Regions from separate parts of the Gossypium arboreum genome. Here region 2 is linked to region 1. Evidence: chromatin contacts called from public Hi-C data. All regions are on one chromosome and are shown on one strand. Each heading gives the region's core, a stretch centred on a gene start, on an enhancer-like site or on the middle of the called end of the contact. The rest is flanking DNA. Distances are from core to core; before and after follow the strand shown.

What was found. Hi-C and Micro-C count contacts between places; a contact is called where the count stands out from the background.
Region 2: a contact with region 1 is called in a Hi-C map of leaf, with 2.6 times the contacts expected there. The contact joins the promoter of LOC108450785 here to the enhancer-like site in region 1. A contact is called at or near these places in 2 of 5 Hi-C or Micro-C datasets (both in leaf).

What each region holds. Positions count from the first base shown.
Region 1 is chr11:31,334,784-31,337,590 of ASM2569848v2, forward strand. No RefSeq gene overlaps it. Among protein-coding and RNA genes, the nearest start is that of LOC128284638, 50 kb to the right of the region's middle. Within about 2 kb of position 1,373, at least 1 of the 2 cell types and tissues checked has an H3K27ac peak or open chromatin away from gene starts, as enhancers often do. A contact at or near this core is called in leaf, where this site is marked.
Region 2 is chr11:31,688,764-31,691,541 of ASM2569848v2, forward strand. It overlaps LOC108450785, which reads right to left and starts at 1,455. Exons shown (of 6, transcript XM_017748551.2): 1 at 1,113-1,455; 2 at 318-562; 3 at 1-228. The coding sequence starts at 1,253.

The DNA of each region.
Region 1 (2,807 bases), core at 123-2,622:
GGAGATGGATTAGGGGTGTTACAAGATCAATCAGACAGCTACCACATCATGTCCATCATGTCACAAACTTCATAGCTTCTTGCCATCATTCATCTACTACATGACCTCTCCTGATTTGTCACATTGTAGCAGGAGCTTATAACCCTACTTACTAACCTGTAAAATAGGAGTACTATTTGCTAAGTCCATTGCCTACAAAAGGATCCTTCTTCTCTCCAAAAGACCAATCACCCATTCTCTCTAAAGAGCTCCTCTTTGCGGCTCTTAATGGCTCCATCACTATATGAGATACTTATAACCAGCAACCATAAATCTTTTATAAACACTTGTTTCATTGTTTATATTTTTCTTTGCCTCATCTTATAATAAGAACAAAATTGAAGAATTTTTTTAAAATAAATCAAATTTGAAATTAAGCTAGTTGAATCTAGATTAGATAAAGCTTTAATTTCCAACACATAAATAGGTCTTAGATTGATTACTAACATTTGATCACTAACATGGAATTAATATATTGGTATACCATAAAAAATTAGGTTTTAATTTCATTTTAATCCAACTCCTTTATTGAAAGAGAAATGATGATGGATTTGGTTTGTAAAATTTAAAATAAAAATAAATTTTATATTTTATAAAAGAGACATTTGTTTCATCTAGAAGAAACAACCGTTGAGATTTGAAATTTAAACGTATTAAATATAATCTGTTAAAGATAATAAATAAATTGAACTAAGTTTGGGATTAAAGCAAATATTACCCTTTAACATTTAGTTTGGGATAAGCATGGCGGAAAAAATATTGCATTGAAAGGGATAAAAGGATATATATATATATATGATCTGTATTAAAATTTTATGGTTGCTTTTTTAATAATATTTTTTCATAATTTTGTTCTTTCTTGATAAATGTGGTGTATCTTATCACTATACTCAAAATTTATTAATTAAAATAATAATATTTTAATTAAGCTGAATTCTTTAAAAGAAAAATTGAAATACAATTTATTATTATCACCTTTTCTTTATGAAAATTTCAATACTTAAGTACAAACTTGAAAATAATTTTTTCACACATAAAACTTAAATCAAAATACCCAAAATCTCAAAGTTTGTGAACTCATTTTTAGCAAAAAGTACAATGGGAATTATTCATTAAAAAGACTATCACATCCTTGGGATTTCAGCACGCCATTAGCTTCAAGACATAATAGATAAAACAACAAATAATAATAAAATGAATAGGATTAAACCCCCAGCATTCAGAGCCAAAAACCAAGCAACTAAAGTCTAAAACTAATAAAAGAGAAACTCACTTTAAATAATGTATAGAAGATGGTCCCAAGCCCCCCAAGGTGCCACTCCATTTCTAATTGTTCTTTTCAATGCTTCCAAACAAGGGGACTCCATTGCAAAAAAGTGGAACATATGCTGAAGTTTGATGCAATCTATGAAAAAAAAGGCAAAAGCAGATCCGAATAATAGTAATGAAAATAAAAAAAGAGAACAAGAAGGCATTTGTTTGGGGTCTATTTTATGTTGTGAGGCTAGAAACGATTGGTTCTTAAATATCTCCGACAAATTTTATTTATTTTTATATTGCTTTTGTAACGAACGAAGGATCTTGAAATGGGAAATGCCAAACGAGGCTTTAAAACATGAAATATCTATCGAATCTTTGATTTAAAAACCAAAACAAGCCATAGAGCCAGAAAAAACTTTGTAGAAAACAATTTCACATGCATGACATTGTATAGATGAGATGACCAATTGTCTTTTGAGAAAATTCGATGCCAGATTGTACTGGGTACAAAATAACATTTTATTAAAAGGATCTTTGGCATTACTTTTTGCAGGTTTTCATCTTTTGATTAAAAAGAAACAATCAGTCACTGTCCCAATTGGCTGTAGACGTGGTCCAAATAGGCACGTAGAAAACTGAACCACCAGGGACAGGTACCATGCACTAGGCCCGGACCAGCTAACAGACTGCTAGCACCATTAGCAAGCAAGCCATAAATTTGGAATGATTGTGCGCTTGCATTTTGTTGGTTGAATTTGCTGATCATGGAACTTTCCAATCACAGTTTGGGTTTAAACCCAAAAACAAAAAGAGGGTCCCGGAAAGTCCCAATAAATGAAGGGTTTGATTCACGGTCATGGCGTCCTTGTGTAGCTCCATTGCCGGCTCTAGAGAAGAATACTCTCCTGTGATGTCCACATCATTCTCTCAAAAAAGTGAAAAATACACCTTATCTCCATCCATGCAATGCTCAGAATTATTTATAACGAGAAAGCTACAACATTCGGACAGTTATAGCTGACTAGCATGCTTTGGGTAATGATGTTGAAAATCAGTATTGAAGTAGCCCCTTGGATGACAACATATGCTGGCCGATCTAGCATTGCAGTCCAAAGTCTTGGCAACAGTCTGGGCCACATAATTTAGATAGAGGAAAACACTGCCCCAGTGGCCAAAACTTCAGCTTCTACACCACCTGTATACCTTAATTTTAATCCAAGTACATACCTCATTGTTTGTAGAAGTACCTCTCATTCGGTACCATGATATGCAATAATCCATCCTTACATTTACTTGTTATACCAACATAGAAATCAGAACTAAACCCCCCATCCCCAAAAAAACCAAAGTTCCAAATTCTAAGAACATTCGACTGGCGCATAATATTTGGATAACAAATTATTATTAACCCCTCACCAATAATACCCAATACACATTAGGCGGTAGGATTAATAAAAAGATTGGAGGTAATGTCCCATCGGACTAAAGACACATGTTCCAGACAGCTT
Region 2 (2,778 bases), core at 205-2,704, 350 kb after region 1:
GCAGAGCACTCATTCTTGGAAGCACTATTGAACCAATCTAACTTGTAAACTCTATCTAAAGTCTGCATAATTGTTGAAATGTTTTTCCTCCTATCCATTGCACAGAATATCTCCCCATTTGAGCTTATATTAATATGACTATTTAGCAAAGTCTCAAACCATCCACTTCCTGACCTTTGCATCGACAATATGGCAAAGAATCGTACCGGATTTTGTATGCATTCACCCCTACCAAAGTATTAAAAACCAAAATCTTAAGATAATTTAACTAAAAAGAAGAGAAAAAAAAAACTCCAAATGGAAGTATACATGTTTACCTGCTAAAAGTTTGAGGCTTAGGGTAATGCAAGGTAGGAATTCGAGCTTCTAATTGTACAAGAATGTTCCTATCTGGAGATGGACTCTCAATGAGTTGGAGGTTCTGAGTTTTGATCTTGCTAACTGTATTTATCTGCCTTAAACAGACTGTACAGATATAAATACCACACACAATACCAAACAATAAAACTATTGTCCTTAAGAACACTGGAGACTTCTTGGGAGACTTTACAATTACTGTCTCCTGCATAGAAAAGGAGGAAAAATATTAAGATTTTGACATACAAGCAAACACTTTTAGTAGCAAAGTAAAGAGGAATTGTTCTGAGATATATTTCAAACTGGTGTAACTAGGCAAGCTAAAAAAAAGTAAAGGTGCCCTCTGTAAAAGAAAAAGGGAAATAGAAGAGAAAGTTAAAACTTAAAACCCATTTTAATAGTTTGATCAGAGTCCTAAAACAGAAACAAAAAAAATAATACAATGTTGGTTCAAGAACAAGTGGAGAAAAACCCAGATCCAAACATGCAAACACAAATTATCCTTCAAACCCAGCAATATATTGTTTACAAAGACGGAACTACTAACTTAACAAAATGAAAATGTTTGAGCAGGGAATCAAGGAAAATCAAAATACTTTTTCTCGAAAAATTTGAGCTTTGGCATCATTCGACACAATCCAGGGCCATTCAACAGAAATTTGAGTCATTTTTAAGCGTCACAAAAGAAAACCAAGTACAAACCCAGCAAAGAAAAGAACCCAGACAGCAAAATGAAGTGAAAAAATAAAGGGTACCTTGTGAAACAAACAGACGTATTCAGCCATAGATGTGTTTGGCAGAAGGTGAAGCAACCCCAGAAAGTAAAAATGAAAACAAGAGATTAAAGTGTGTAAATATATATATTCACAAAGCCGAAGAAAAAGAGGAGGCTTCATTGGAATTATCCATATTGTATTTGCCTTTGTTTTCTCAGCTGCTATTAAAACAATGCCAAGAAGGGGGCTAAAACCAAAGAAAGGAAGAAGAAGTAGCCAAAGAGGAGGCAAAATCCTTGTGAAGTAAACAGTGGAGCAAAGTTGAGCCTTCTATTTTCCTCTTTTGCCTCGTGGAAAACTATGACACGAAAGGAAAACAAATATATAAGCCTTGTTTTCTTAGTGTTTTTTAAATGAATCTAAAATCATATATTTTTGTTGTTTATGATTGGTACAGCTATGTACATTAGTTTGTGCAAAAACGCCAAAGAGCTAGTCAAGGTAAAGGCGGCCCTGGCCCTATTTCACAAATCTAAAAGCGTACGGCCGTGTCAAGTGGAAGGAAGGAAGGAAGTGATTGCTTCTTCTTTTATGAACTAATTACTCAAATCTCAAACCAAATTTAACCCAGCGACGATTTTGTGGATAAAACAAATATAGAAATTGTCTTCATCAAACCATGCATCACATTCTTCTTATACCACCAAGATTTCATTTCATTCATGATTAATTTTCCGATTTATTAAATTTTAGTTCAATAGACATTATTGTATATTCATATCATTGTTACATATTTAAAGTACATAATATTTTTAATTTAAGAATTTGAAGTATGAATAATAATAAGAATTATATTTTAAAAAATTTGATTCAAATTTCAAATTATAAAGTTGATTTGTTATAGTTTTTGAATCATTTTGAATAAATAATTTAAATAGTTTATTATAATTCAATATTTTTGTGTGCACAATTTTGAAACTTAACTATTGAATATAATCGTAGGTACTACTTTTAAAGAATCAAATAAATTAGTGTAGCTTTTCGAGTTAAAGCCAAAACAATTTTTTTAAAAAAATTCTCAATTTTCTTGATTGCTAAGAGTAATATACTTATTATAATAGTTAAAAATTGTGATATTGTGATTAGTGTGAATTTTTCTAGATTAACTCTGTTTTTGATAAATCATTATTTAACTCTTAATAAAGTTTCAATTAATTCAAATTTTAATTGAATAAAATAATTATCTAAATTGAAAAAAGAAGAAGTTGATTTTATTTTTAAAAAAATATTCAAAATATTTTGTTAAAAAAGAAATATTCCTTTTAGAAAATGAAAATTTCAAATTATTATATTAATTTTTTTTCAAAACTATCAAAAATAATATAAATATCATATTAGTAAGATTAAAATTATGAAATAAATCATTTTTAAAAATTAAATATTTTATTAACAATATAAATATATTCCATACTTTATTTTTATTAACATAACAGACAGTTTTATAATGGAACTATATACTAAACATTTTCAATTTATCAAACAAGACTTAGTTATTAGCTATAATTTTCACTTAAAATTGTGCCTATGATTTTTCTATTTTTTAGTTAAGACCCAAATTGTGACATTTTTACTTCACTTGGAACAAATTTGTTCAACTTTCATAAAATGTCAAATTAAATTAAATAGATAAAATGAATTTAACAGT